Regions from separate parts of the Pan troglodytes genome. Here region 1 is linked to region 2. A link is a contact called in public Hi-C data. All regions are on one chromosome and are shown on one strand. The core of a region is the stretch at or near the end of the contact, and the rest is flanking DNA. Distances in the headings are between cores, read along the strand shown.

The links. Hi-C and Micro-C count contacts between places; a contact is called where the count stands out from the background.
Region 1: a contact with region 2 is called in a Hi-C map of stem cell-derived neural progenitor cells, with 7 times the contacts expected there. The contact joins the promoter of TPM1 here to the enhancer-like site in region 2. A contact is called at or near these places in 2 of 7 Hi-C or Micro-C datasets (blood and stem cell-derived neural progenitor cells), 1 of 1 datasets of contacts at active chromatin or transcription factors (stem cell-derived excitatory neurons) and 1 of 1 other capture datasets (stem cell-derived neural stem cells).

The regions. Positions count from the first base shown.
Region 1 is chr16:55,027,136-55,034,698 of NHGRI_mPanTro3-v2.0_pri, reverse strand. It overlaps TPM1 (tropomyosin 1), which reads right to left and starts at 1,692. Exons shown (of 9, transcript XM_001173721.5): 1 at 1,423-1,692; 2 at 211-336. The coding sequence starts at 1,536.
Region 2 is chr16:54,767,444-54,774,988 of NHGRI_mPanTro3-v2.0_pri, reverse strand. It overlaps TLN2 (talin 2), which reads right to left. Exons shown (of 59, transcript XM_063794170.1): 44 at 3,583-3,684; 45 at 938-1,057. Among named protein-coding and RNA genes, the nearest start is that of MIR190A, 43 kb to the left of the region's middle. Within about 2 kb of position 2,673, at least 7 of the 24 cell types and tissues checked have an H3K27ac peak or open chromatin away from gene starts, as enhancers often do. A contact at or near this core is called in stem cell-derived neural progenitor cells and stem cell-derived neural stem cells, where this site is marked.

The DNA.
Region 1 (7,563 bases), core at 443-2,942, 260 kb before region 2:
AAAGGAGAAGAAGAGAGGAGTGGATGAAATATAAATGAATGTGTGCAGTAGCAGTCAGAGGCGGCATCCAATGCTCTGGGCCATGGCAGGGCTGTGTGCAGGTGTCCAGCAGGAAAAGGTAAACTTCCTCCATTGCTCTCCAGCCCTGTGGTGACCCCGGAGTGGCCACGCAGGCAAGAGGTGAGGGAAGCAGTGTGAGCGTGCACTTACGTCGGTGGCCTTTTTCTCTGCCAGCTCCAGCTTCTCCTGGGCATCTTTGAGAGCCTCAGAGTATTTGTCCAGTTCATCTTCGGTGCCCTTGAGTTTCTTTTGCAGTGACACCAGCTCATCTTCCAGCTGGGAGTTGGCCAGGGGGTACAGGGAGGGAGGGGGGTGCAGCAGGCAGCGTGATCCCGAAGGGGAGGGGTGTGGGTGCACAGAACCAGAAGGACAGGGACAGCGGGAGAGACAGAGGGAAAGACAGGGAGGGAGAGAGAGAAAGAGAAAGAGTTAGCCATTCGTGCGCCACGCCGTGCCGCGCGCCCCGGGTACCTTGGCGGCGGCCTCTTCGGCGGCCAGGAGGCTGTCCTCCGCCTTGTGCAGCTCCTCCAGCACCCGGTCCCGCTCGTCCTCCGACACCCGCAGCAACTTCTCCTTGGCCGCGATGTCCTCCTCGAGCTGGGGGCAGCGGCGGGCGGGCGCGGGCGGCCGGCACGGACCGGGTGTTAGACACACACAACACACGGGCGTCGGGTTGGCTGGGGCCCCTCGGGCTCGGGGAGCCGCCGAGTTGGAGTGCAAAGGACCCGAGGTAACTTCCTCTTTACCCGAGCTGGAACCGCTCCGCGGCTCACCCCGCACACCCACCTGCCCTGGGACGAGACTCCTGCCGAGGTCTCAGCGGGCTCAAGTCCACTACTTGGGGACACAGAAGAACGCCACTGCTGGCCTGGCTTTCGGGCTGTAGCCTCCATTCCGCCCCATCTTTGTTCTTAGGTAACAACTCCAGGACTCCCCTCTCCTCCCCAAGTTTAAGGTTCCTTTCTCCCCAGTCAAAAGTCAACGAACTTCTAACACTTGAGTTACTCGACCCCCTTTCTCCATCCCTCGCCCTTCCTTCAAACGTCCCCGGGAACCGGGTGTCCTCCTCCCTCCCCCAAACTGATTCCCAGTCCTGAGAATAAAGCGCCTCTAGGACTTGATTTCGCGGGCCATGGGAACCAGAGAAGGGAAATAAGCGTCCTCAGACCAGACTACAAAGTTAGACTAAGCCTGGCTCTTGCGTTTCCCTTCCTTCTTTCCAGACGCGCGCCCTGGCCGCCCTGGGTGGTGGTGGGGGTAGGGTGGTGGCTCCCCGAGTCCTCGGGGTGGGGATCCAGCCGGGGGTGCCAGGCCCGAGTCCCGGCGCTCTGGGCGCGGGCGCAGGGCCGGGGAGGCGCAGACCTGCTTGCTCCTGTCTTCCGCCGCCTTCTTGTCGGCCTCCGCCTGCTCAGCTCGATCCAAGGCGTTCTCCTTGTCGAGCTTCAGCATCTGCATCTTCTTCTTGATGGCGTCCATGGTGGCGGCGGCGAGGGGCCCTGGGGCTGCAGCAGGAGCGGCGGGGCGAGCGCGCGGTCGGGCGGAGGAGCCGGAGTGCGAGCGCGGAGCCGCCTGCTGCTCCCAGATATGTACTTTCCCAAGGGGGCGACCGCATTCCTCAAGACAGCCAATACTTTTTTGGAAAAGCTTTTTTCTCCTGCCCCCCTTCCTCCTCTCCTCCCTCCGCCCCGTGCCCCCTCCCCGCTCCTCCCGCGGGGGCCGCTCGCCCATTCGCTGCCGGCCGCCGGCCTCCCAGTTGACGGTGGATATGACTATATATGGGGACCCGAGCCGCCGAGGCGGCGGCCGGAGAGGCCGCCCTGTTTCTAAACCTGCGCGCCAGGGAGAGGGCGTTGGGGCTGAGCCGGGGCCGAGGCGCAACCCTCCGCCCTCCGCGTCCCCTTCTCCCAGGGCCGGCACCCAGCCATTAGGGTCCCCAACCGAGCCCGCCCTGAGCTGCCGGAGGCCGGGAGAGCGCGGACCAGGTGGTGGATGCGCGTCGCCCCCCTGTGCCGTCCTCCGGCGCGCTTAGCCAAAGGCCCGGGGGCTTCCCAGCCGTGCCGCACCCTGCGTCAGGGTCAGTGCGCTCTCGGCACCCGCCAGCGCCTCCCCGGCAGCTCTCAGCCAGCCAGGTGTCATCCTGCGCGCTTACGCTCTGGAAACTCAACTGCAGCAGAGAAAGGGAGAACGTGGGAGAAAGCCTGGGGCGGCTCTTGAGACTTTCTCTGCGGGCGCGGGTCAGAGAGGCAGGGGGCGGCACAGCGACAGCACACGGAGTCTTGTTTTCTGCCTGCCCTTTCCCCCAGCGGAGGGACAGTCAAATACTTTAGGGACACAGGACTCAGTGGCGTACTTCTGTGCTTGCTGTGCAGTGCCTCCAAAAAGGTGTGCATGTGTGCGTGTGTGTGCGGGTGGCAGTCTAAGGGGAAAGAACATTGAGTTTAGACTTAGGCAATTTGGTCTGTGGTCTCTACTCTGCCACCAGCAACTGTGAGACCTTGTTTGCTGCCCGCGGCTTCCTCAACTTTAAATCCAGCGGGTAGATAATCCCCGAGGTCCCTCCGGATATAACTTGTTATCATTTTTCTTGCACTGATTTTAGGGAGTCGGCCTTCCATGTGAGATGCTTAGGTGCCAGGTTTCGGAAAACATGGGATCGGCGTTAACCTGGCTAAGTCATTGCATCCGCAGCCGCAACTCTGAGGAGGCTCTGCCGGGTGAGCTGTGCTTGGAAGGAGGAGGATTTCCCCCAACACTTCTTATTTTTAACTACTCCTCCCATCCCCCAAGGGGGAAAGGCTGCTTTTTTTCAGAGCTTCAGTGGGAGGGAAGGAGGGGGGCTGCCCCCAAGCCCTGAGATCAGCTGAGGCAGGGTTGGTGAGGGTCTTGTTAATAGTCCCCACAGAATAATTCACAGTCTGTACTGCATGGTTACCGAATATTCCCCGGACGGTATCTGAGCAGATTAGGCAGGCCAAACAACTTGTAAGTCCTTCAGAGAATGATCAAATTCCTCTCCAAGATTTTATCGGGTTTCTTCCACTAACCTAACTGCCCAGGAGGGAAAAGATACACTGACCTAATGGTCAGAACATTAGATCTGACCATTAGCATAGGGGCTGCGTGGCACAGAAATTGACCAGAGCCCTTTAATCACGGTGTGTCAACCCAGCCACCGGAACAGTGACAAAGTTCCAGGCATGTGGACGATATCCAGATGCGTGGACTCCAGGGAGCTGACTCCCCAGGTTGGAGCTCAGCAGAGGAGGCAAGAATAGGGAGTTAGGAGTCAGTTCCAGGGATCCAGACCTGGCCTGGTCACTTCCTTGCAGTGTGACCTTAGCCATGTTACAATCTCTCTAAGCCTTTTTTCTCACTTATAAAAAGAGGCAACTGAACTAGAGAAACTCCTTGCGGGACCACATGTTACTGACTTTTCTTTTCTTACTGTGCCATATGTAGCCGAGGGACTCATTAAAGTTTCCTTAAATGAAATCATGCTACAAGCAATTTATTAAACACACGGTTGTTGAGTACCTGCTATATACTAGGCAGGTACTAGGCTCTGGAATCCAAAGAATGAGTAGCACAGGTCTATGTCCTCCAGGTGTTTGGCATGAGAAAGGTGTTAAGAATTCACACGAGGAAGAAATAGAAATGACTAGGTCAGAGCAGATGGGAAAAAATTCTCTGAAAAGGTGATGGCTTTTAAACTGATTTTAAAGGAAGGGTAGCAGTTAGCTAGAGAGGAGGGCCGTTGTATGCGCCAAGGAAAGAAAAAGGAATGTTTGGTGGTGGTTGGACAGTAGGATTTTGGGGGTGAATGGGGGCATGAGACTGGAAAGGAAGCTTGGGGCTGTATGATTAAGGGCCTTGAATTCCAGATTCAGACATTCAGACCTTATTGTATAGTTTAAAGCCATCGATGTCTCTTCTTTTCACCTCTTCCTCTCCCAGACTCCCTCACCTAGGGCCTATATTCAGAGGTCGAAACCTATGGTGTCAAAGTATGGAAATGGAGCTATACAACGCTAACTTTTAAAATCCCTTAGTACCACATCATTGATCTCTAGACTGATGGGTTAACATAGCAGGTCCTGAATTCAATCATTTCTTTTAACCCGTGTTGAGATTCTGCCATGTGTCAGGCCCAAGTCAGCTTCATGGGCTATACCACCCATGACCTTTTTGTCACCAAGGGCTAAGACAAAGCTAGGACAAGCAAAACGTCATGACTTAAATAACACATTCTTCTGTAGTGAACAGGTCTCCTGGTCCTCTCCAGAGGTAGGCTGGACAGTCACAGGCTGTATGTAGTGTGTATCCCTGTTCTCTGGCTGATTGGCCACGACTCAAGGACGGATCTAAATACTAACCAGGGACTTGGCGTTGTGGCTTGTCAGGCAATGATGAACTGCGCCACTCAGCTTCTTTCATTGCAGTTTGAATTAAGGAACGTGAAAAATGGGAATCACTAGCTGTGGCTGCTGAAACAAAAAGGGATTGCAGTGTCGGGCTGGAAATGCCACGTGTAAAAGTGATTAAGGTTATTCACAATTTTTTAGGCTTTCTCCCCAGTCAATGTCGTGGTAGCATTGTACATCCCACCCAATTAAGTTGGCTGTGGCCATTTGACTTGCTTTGGCCAAGGAAACGTGGGCAGAAATGACTTCTGGTGGATACTTAAAGAGCTCACGACTAACCATGTTCATTTTTCAAGACTGTGGAAGAGCTCACGACTAACCATGTTCATTTTTCAAGACTGTGGCTGCTCTGTCATTGTGGGTTTTCAAGTGGCTCCCTCTTTCCCCCCAACTAACCCTTGGTGGACATGTAGTGAGAATAAGATATAAATCTTTGTTATTTTAGGCCACTGAGATTGGGGGTTGTTTGTTACTGAAGCATAACTAGCTTCTCCTGACTAATACAGCACAATAGGCATGCATCAGCTAAGTTATGAAAAAGCAGAGAAGTGATTATAGAGAAAGAATGAAGCAGGCATATCAAGATAAACAGAAGCACCATTTAGAGAAAGAGATTGGGAGAATATGACCAAATTTCAGTTCCAGGGGTCCTTATAATAACCCCCTGTATTTCTTGAGGTTACATAAGCGAGTCTATATTCCTTGAAAGTAAAAAGCTTACCAAATCATGGTGGCATGACAGCCTGCACAACATTCAACATTCTTGGCCTAGAGGCTCTACGTGATCACCACGAACATGCTTGGAATTTCCAGATTTCTCCAGTGCTTGGTATTCAGTCATTTCTCAATGAATGTTTGTTGAACAATTTTTTTTTATGACTGACAAGTCCAGCTTTCTTACTGACTTACAAGAAAGTCTGGGAAGGTAAGGTAACAAATCTAGGTTCAAAAGATCTTGTTTCCATTCAAAATATGGGCTCTGTGTCTTATTTCATGAAGAATGAATATAAGTATTGTGATAGGGTAAGACAAATGTCTCCAAATATTTATTGGACACCTTTTGTGTGCAAGACATTTAGGGCTTATGGGATCCAGGGAAGCAGACAAAAGACATGGATCTTTTTCTGTAGGAAAAGTGTTTATGTACGATGCAGGGAGAACCCTCTCTTTGGGAGTCATTTAATGTGTATTTCCCATGGCATGACCATCAGCTCAGTTGGTCACCTGGGGCCCTCTATAGTTATGAGGATCACATATCTCGGGTTTTCTAGGAAAGCTTTAATATTAAATATACTGCCTTTTTCCTTCCATAAAACACTTGTATGTGTCATACTACATTTATCAATATTTGGTTACGAAGGAGAGTCAACATGAGCATCATTTCCCAATGTGACACCTTTAACAGGAATGCTCACTTGAATATGTACATCAGGGTTTGTTTGTTTGAAAAAACAAAATGAAAACCTCATTACCTGATAGTCACCCCTTGTTTAACAGCAATAGCCCTGCCGGTGTACTGTGACTCCCCCAGAGTCAACAGTGCTGACTGAAGCAATTAAGGGAAAGTGAAGAATCTATAATTAAACGGAGAGACGACTGCTTCTTCGTCTCTTTTGGAATGCAGCGTTTTATGCTCACGACTCAGTGTCCCTGGAACAAGATACGGCATGCTCTCCTCAAACACTGGGGAGTTGTGTTTCCCAAGGGTTTGTGATGCTACCATCAAGGCCTCACAGAAAATATGCTATGCTTCCTGGGGGCGGGGGGTGGGGCTGGTTTGGATCTCTGAGAAAGGTCTTTAGGCCATTTTCAAGGCGTGCCTGCCTTTATTGTTTAGTAACACACAGCTGGTCCTGACTCTTCGGACAGGCCCTTGAGCACGCTTATTACCTGGAATGTTTGCATGGGCAAAATGATTGTCCCAGTACAATAAAAAAAAAAAAAAGGCATAGGAGTTTTCCTGCCTTACCTCTTATTGTCTGTCTCTCAACAGTAGCAACTCAGTGTAGATTTAATCAAGCTCCAAGTGTGGCAGATTTAGCTGTCTTAAGAAAGGTGATATTCCTTCATGTTTGTATAGTTTATAAAGCACTTTCAAGTTCATTACCTCCTCCTCCCAACCTCTTATGACAGCATCAGGATGAGTTCTCCGATTTTCACTCTGTACATGAGAAAACCAGGCCGAGCACAGTGGCTCATGCTTGTAATCCCAGCACTTTGGGAGGCCAAAGCAGGAGGATCACTTGAAGCCAGGAGTTCAAAACCAGCCTGGGCAAATTTGTAGAGCTTCCCCCCATCTCTACAAAAAAATTTAAAAATTAGCGGGGCATGGTAATTCACACCTGCGGTCCCAGCTACTCGGCAGCCTGAGGCAGGAGGATCGCTTGAACCCAGGAGTTTGAGGTTGCAGTGAGTGTGCCACTGTACTCTAGCCTGGGTGACAGAATGAGATCCTGTCTTGAAAAGAAAAAAAACCTAAACCAAAACAAAACCACACACACCAAGGGCAGTAACTGGTTCAAGACCACTCAGCTGGGAGGTGGCAGTGCAGGAACAAAAATGCAGATATCTGAACTCTCAGTAACAATGCCCTTTTCATTCATTCATTCCCAGCCTGTCTTTAGGTTCAGTTTGATTTCATATTTATTTTATGTTATTTTTATTATTATTATTTTTGAGACGGCGTCTTGCTCTGTTGCCTAGGCGGGAGTGCAGTGGCACTATCTCCGCTCACTGCAACCTCCACCTCCCGGGTTCAAGCGATTCTCCTGCCTCAGCCTCCCGAGTAGCTGGGATTACAGGCATGCGCCGCCACACCCAGCTAATTTTTGTATTTTTAGTAGAGATGGGGCTTTACCATGTTGGCCAGGCTGGTCTCGAACTCCTGACCTCAGGTGATCTGCCCACCTGGGCCTCCCAAAGTGCTGGGATTACAGCCGTGAGCCACCGCGCCTGGCCTTATTTCATATTTACAAGCAATACATTATAAGGGGAAGGGGGGGGCGCTAAGGTCGTTTCTACATGCAGAACGTGGTTAAAACGTGATACTAATGAGGCTAAGATTGAAGGGTTGCCCTGACCT
Region 2 (7,545 bases), core at 1,424-3,923:
ACTCAGTTCATTTAGGAACGTCTCGAACAGGGTTTGCGCTCAATAAACAGCTTGCTGAATTTCACAGAATATAATTACTTTTATCTTTCAAGTGTCCCTGTAATCCACTCCATTAATCTTCATTTTAAATTGGGCTTCCTTTCTCTAAGAAGCCATGTGGTTCCCCAAGCCCTGGACTCCTTCTATGTGTTCACACTGATATAGATGCTACAAAGCTCCTTGGAGCCACACATGACCTGTGTCCTTCCCAATGGACGACCCCATTAGAAGTATGAGAGATGGCAGCTCTTAGAAAGTGGCCTTTGGGGCCCAACTTTGGCTACCGTTAGACTCTTACGGGTACAGGCATTCTAAAGCCAAGTCTACACTGGCCACTAAGGAAAGCTGGTCTAGGAAAGGCAGGGAAGTAATAAAAGGAGTCCACAGGAGGTATGTCTGGGCCAATTCTTAGCCACCCAGAATATTCAGGCAAGACTTTGTTTCATGAAAGTAGCTCTTTCTAGGGAGGGGGATAGCTAATTTTCATACTTGAATCTTTCAACACTTCTGTGAACCTATGGAAAACAAAAATAATTGCGGGGGATGTGCTAACTGGAGTAGGAAGTGATAAGATGGCAGTCCCAAGCTTGGGCATGCTAATAGAGACAGGTGACAGGGCTAGGGACAGGGGACCTGGTAGAACATTGTATACAAAGTCCTTCTGTCTGAAAGCCCATGCCCCAGTTCTTGGCCAGTCTGCCCCATAAGGGGCAGTGAGACTTGAGTACAGCCTGGGGCTACCTGGTCTGGACCTGTGCTGTGCAGTGGTGGGGAAATAAACTGGGCTCTGGTTACTGGGCTGGGGCCTTCTAGAGTGGAGCTAAGCTATGAAGAAATACCCAGGAGTGGGCACCAGTGTGTGTGTGCATCTTAAAATAGGGGTCTTAAGGTGGCAGACCTCCTCTGGTTCCGCCGTGGCTGCTGCCATCTGGCCCTGGAAAGCCAGGTGCCCATAGTCACTGGTCATTTGTGAAGCCAGTCCTCCCAACTCCTCCGGGTTAGTAACCGACTTAGTCATCTGGAAAAAGAAAACAAGCAAGACACACACACACACATACACACAGAGAAACGCATGAGAACCATGTGTTAATATCACTGGAAGCCAAAGGGTTTCATTCACTTTTAAGCTCCTGAGGGGGTGAAGGCCAGGCCTTGCATTTGGGGCTAGATGCTGGAGAGGGCAATTCAAGCCAAGCCCATGCTGCATTGCACACAAAAGGCCAGAGCCCTCGCAGGGCCCCGCTCAGGCCATAGATTCTGGTCGGGCCCAGTGGGCACATGCTCAGCGTTCGGGCTGTGCAGCTTGGAGCCAGCGCCCAGGGCCCACCCTCTGGCAGGTGAATGTGCCAGCCCCTCGCCAGCGCAGCCCTGGGGGGTCACCAGAGGAATTCCCCCTAGAAACCCCCAGGAGGCACAAGCCCTATGCGATTCTCACCCCTGGGCCAAGGCTTCTGTCGGGGGCTGATCTGGTCTCTGGGTGCCCTGAAGCAGGTCCCACCCAGGTGAGAGAGGGCATGAGGACAGGGCTGTTAAGAAAACCATGAATGACAAGTGCTGGATAAGTCAGTGTTTTAAAGGAAAACACTCATAGAGGATACAGCTTTGCAGTAAATTTGTGCCAAAGAATGACAAGGTTTTAGCCACAAATTTAGTTAAGAGTAGTGTGTAGCCCACATGGTCAAGTTCTGCCTTTATTATGAAGATACTCAGGATTTTTCTCTGTTTCATTGACTGATGCATCTCAATTATCTAAGGCAGCTGGCATGCTAGTTTCTAGTGTTTCCTCTTCCTCTGGACAAAAATACCTCTAAATTCTCACAAAAGCAGTTTTAATCTGCCACCCAGACGGGTGTCACTGTCCCTCATCAAGGGGCTCCCCTCCTGCTCCACCTCCTCTTGCTCTGGATAACAATACTGTCTCTTTCTTTGTGGCCTTTTAAGACCTTGATTTTAAACAGCCTTTTAAAATGTCTTTTGAATGACTCTCCATCCATCAAGGCAGGACAGGAATGTCCACCCTAAGGCATGTGTACAAGGACACGTCCCAGGCTTCAGGCTGAGATGTGGCCGCCAAGGAACGCACACTGAGCTGCACGAGAGTGAGTGTTGCCACGTGCTGCTCCACTGCGACCTGCCAACAGGTACACTGGGAGTCTGGGCATCCTGACGGGGTGAGAAGGGCCTCTTTCACACAAAGAGCCAGGCCAGTTATCTCAGGAGTGGCCATGCAGCCTGAGGCTCAGCTCCTTAAGCTCATGGACACCCAGGGTCAAGCCAAGGCAGCTCAGGACCTGGCTCTGGAGACATTTCAGAAACACCGTGAGGCTGCCCAAACATGACTGCTGCTGCACTGTGCTTCCTGCTCAACAGGAATCTGTGCTGAAAGTCTGCTGGCTCGGACTAGGATCCGTCCTCCATGCTCCCCTGAGAAGGACAAGACTGGGCTCAGCTCCAGTTTTTCACAAAACACTGAGATGGGTGTACCATTCCCCAGCCCGAATTCTTTTAAACAAGCCTGGCACAATCACAGAGTTTCCATAAATGAATGGCAGCAGCCAGGGATGACTTTGTGGTCCAAGCTCAACCCCTAGTGGACACATGATTACATGACAAAACCACTCAGAGGGGACCTGGGCACAGCAACCACGTGGTGGCTCATTCTGCTCACTTCAGCGAGGAAGGCCCATTGATTTCTCAGCCCAGGCTTATGTGGCAAGTATCAAAGAGGCATCTTTCGAACTTTTATCTTACGGCATCTGAGCCTTTAAAAGTTGGGAGAAACTTTTTCTATGGACTCCTATCAATTCTTTGAAGACAACATTTGTCATCTTTCGTATAACTGCTTAACATATCAGATAGCATTCACTATCTCTCAATGCCATTTATATCTAAGAATCTATATAATACAGTTCTAGTTGCATTACATTTTAGAAAAACAAACAAGCAAACAAAAAAACAAAAACCAAACCAAACCAAAACATTACCTCCAAAAGTTGTATGCCTTCTACTGTCGGAATTTTTTTTTTCTTATTACATAACCATACTGTTTCATTTTGCCTGAAAGACTGGCAATACCTTATTTTCCAAGTATTATAACTTGATTTCATCAGATAATGTCATCTCTGTTCTATTTTATCCCCAAATATCTTCTCTTGTACTGTTATTTTAATCTACTAAAAACACCTCAAGTCCTTCGTGAGGTGAATAAGATTCTCCCCCTTTCTCCTTAACTACAAATTCCCTGCTTTCCCCCGTCTTTTCATTTTCTCTCCTTCCTTTGCTCCTCTGTCCTCATGCCCAAGTCTCAGCCATCTTTAATTCCCTCTTGCAGCTTTTTCATGAGATAAGAACTGCAGCAGACTGGGGCTACTGGACACAGGCAGCCAGAAAGACCACAGATAAAGGACAGAAGCTGGAGCCCCCGAGGGACTAGAGAGTGATCTGGGCTCTCTCTCTGACACAGATCTGGGATTTGCAGGCTCAGCGGCGGCAGTGGATAAAAAGGCAAACAACAGTGGGGAGGGCAGCTCTCTTCCCTCTTACCATTTCCTGAGCTGTCACCGCAATGGCTTTGGAGTATTTAACCACAGTCGTCTGATAGTCGACAAATGTTCCCTTTGGTTCTGGAGGAGTGCCTTCATCCAGCTACAGAGGAGAGGAAAAGAATCCAAAGGTCATAAGAAGCCTGCTGAAGTGTAGACTGTATTTACGAGAATTAGGAACTCTGAAAAACAGAGAGGGCCTCATAGATTCTTTCGCCCAGTGTCAACTCAATTACCCAACTTGTGCAATAAGGACTTCAACAGAAGGGCACATAAGGCATTCAGGGTACATGGCAAGGAGAGGCTCCCAGCCTTGCCTGAGAGGAGTGGGAGGCCTTCCAGAGGAGTGATGTTTCAGCCAAGTCTTACCAGGCAAAGAGTCTGCCACATGTAAAAGGTGGGAAAGGCATCCCAAGAAAAGGGAACAGAATTCACGTACATGGAGGCGGGAGCCAGCCTGACACTTCTAGGGAAGCGCAAAGTGCCAGAAGATGAGGTGGGAAAGGAGGCGGACTCTCCATCAGGAAGCACTTCCTGAGGAATGGTCGAGTCCATGGCTATCCACGGAACCGTTCTTTATGAGCACAATCGGGGAACAGAAGGGATTAGAAGCACTAGGAATAAGTTGTTGCTCACCTGACTATAAATGCAATAGGAACTGAGAGAAGGGCAAGATCACTGTGGGGTGGAAGAACTGAGACAATGGGACTATGTCCCTTGAAGGCTTGGGGACATATTGGTGTAGGAGATTTGTATTCAAAATGTGTTTCCAAGGCTTGTGAATGAACCTCGGGCTGGTTACTTAAACTCTGATCTCTAGTCCTTCAGTGGTAACTTCCAGGCATCACATGGTTACAGTAAAAATCAACACTACACCTGGTCAAGAACTATATACAGGAAGAGGAGAGAATGACCATAATGAAGATGCTGATGATAAAGATGATAACGTCAATGATGAAGAAACAGGCAACCCATCTTCACCACCACCATCCTCACCATCACCACTGGTTGCTGAATGGTATTGCAGGCGAAGAGACAAAGTGAACAGAAATGAATACAGGCAGAGTGAGTCTAGTGAGGTCATCCTGACCTGAACAGGAGGGGGCTGTTGACAGCAGTGGGAATGAGGCTGCATCTGTTTTATAGAAAACCTTGAAATCATGACGACAACAGTGGGATCTGGGGTAAGCAATGACGTATTTGAGATTTCCCTGGCAGCTCTGTGCCATAAAGTTCAGAGTCAGAGATGAGATTGCGGCCAAGTGGTCAATTAGGAAAATGTTAGCTGGTATCTTCAGTGAGAGCTATATGTCATGAGCAGGCATGTACTGCACTGTGAGTGAAAGGAAGGCATCACTGTGGCCTATGCGTGATGTGGCTGCATAGCCCAGCATATAATTTTCACCAAACTATTAACACAAACTCCATACTAGACTTTTTTAGCTTTCCCTATTAGGCAGATAGATGCTGTATCCCCATCACGGCACGGGGGCCCTGCTAGTCAAAGGAGACTGAATTGCATGCTCATTCACTTGCTGTAAACTGACTGAACATCTTCTAAGCCTCAGGCCACATGCTAGGAGCTTGCATGTGAGATGTGACATCACTACCAACATGCCAGGATGCTGGAGCTGAAGGGCAGCTCAGAGTTCTTGGCCAGTGGCCACCAGCCAAAGAACCTTTAACTAGTCTGAGGACAATGGGAAAAGAAAGAACAAAGTAGTGACTAGGATTTCAATTTCATTTATTCGAAAGAACTTCCCTTTACTCTGAGAGTACAGCCTTCCTCCTTTTGTGGGTGCTAACATGACCTTTCTTTTATAAAACAGCCGTGATGTAGATAGCACAGTTTTTGTTTAATTTTCTTACTTGGCCAAAAACAAAATGAAACAAAAACAAGGAAAAGATACCACATCACAAAATCCCACAGGATCCTACCAACCTCACTGAATGAGGAAATCAACGTTCCGAGAGCTTGAATTCCTGTCCAAGGTCACCCGGAAAGCTGATTACTTCATACTCACTTGTGAGTCTCCAAACCTCTTAGTGCTGAGATGACGAGAGAGAATCTCAAAGAGAAGCTCCACAGTGAAAGCCCCCAAAGTGTCAGGAGTCACATCCAAGTTAGAATTAACTCTGGCTACACTCATGTTTTTCTATAATTCACTGGCTTTGAGAATTTCAGACAATGAGTCTAATAGTATCTCAGAGTTTAAACCAAATTAACAAAATTCTGAGAGACTATGCCAGCTTTCTAACGCTTGCTGCACAGGGACCCAAAGGACCTGAAACATCACTTAATTTGAAGTCCCCAGCAACACGCTGAGCAAAGGGAGAATGGGAATGAGGAAGAGGTGTTGTGTGGTGCCCTGGATGTCAGGCCAGGGTAGATAAGAGTTTAGGGGCAACATTGAAACCCCAATTATATACTTTGCAGAACTGAGGGGGGAAGAATAGCTCTTGGCCTCTGTGGCTTGTGTGGGCTGGCAGTTCCTAATTACTGCTATCAAGTAACACCTGACTTATTTCCAGCCCATCCAGAAGAATCAAATGTGTCTCTGGCTGAGACAGCATAGGCTATACCACTAATGGCAGGTGGTGCAGGGCCTGCTCTCTCTGTCCACAGCCCATCACAGTGCATAAGGCATAGGGCTATCAAAGAAAGACTTTGGATCTGACGTCCATCTTCCTAGGATTTATGGAATCCTTCCCTATCATTTGAGTGGTACTGAAAAATATCTTCTCCCAAGAAGAAAAAGATTATCATTTGAATTTCTAATTTGCACCAAGAAACCTTGGGCTCCATTATTTAACATGCTTGGGTAGATACACGGTTTATCTTCAAACCTCTGGTGTTCTGATGTCCTGAAAACCAAACAAATCTACTGAGACTTATACAAGGGCCTGCAGAAGAGGGAAATGTCACTCATTTTCTGCCAAAATGTCCACATTTGCAGCATGAGAAGCCCACAGCAGAAACTGATGGACGATTTGACAAAGTAGAGCCTGCGGTCTCTAAAGGGAGACACAGCATTCCATCCTGGGCTTGTTATGTTTGTTCTCAGGCTGACAATGACTGCATAATGCCTAAGGATAATTATTCTAATTATAGTTACAGCATATCATTTCTTCATGGAGATATGAACAACCAATCTTCTCTAAATTAGCAATTAAAGACTGCTTATTATCCTGAAAAACCTTATTAATGTATTCACCATCTGACAATGGACATTTCAAAACATAGACGATGTCTAAAATTCTTGGCATGCTATCACGGGATGGCAATTAGATGCTGATGAACAAGCATTCTTTCTAATGAATGTCAAACTTACATGACTAATGAAGGATTCTTTGGGGTAAAGAACAGGAGATACGGAGTTGAAACTGTCTCCAGTCATGCCACCCTAATGATCCGACTCATTTGATGGGTCACTAAATGAGAAAATGATACTCATATTCTCTTATATGTCTGTAGCCTACAAGAGTTTACTATGGGCTTTTGCATATATACGATTTCAGTGGTTTCTGTGCCTGGCTAGATATCAGAACCACAAGGAGCATTTAAAAAGAGTGGGTTAAAATGTAACCCAATTGAGTGGGTTGGGGGTGGAGCCTAGGAATCTACATTCTTAAAGCTCCACATGATTCCAAAATAGCCATTCCAAAAACTAGCACTTGGGAATCACTTTTTTTTTTTTTTTTTTTTTGACAGAGTTTCGCTCGTTGCCCAGGCTAGAGTGCAATGGCATGATCTCGGCTCACCGCAACCTCTGCCTCCCGGGTTCAAGCGATTCTCCTGCCTCAGCCTCCTGAGTAGCTGGGATTATGGGCATGCGCAACCATGCCCGGCTAATTTTGTATTTTTAGTAGAAACAGGGTTTTACCATGTTGGTCAGGCTGGTCTCGAACTCCCGACCTCAGGTGATCCGCCCGCCTTGGCCTCCCAAAGTGCTGGGATTACAGG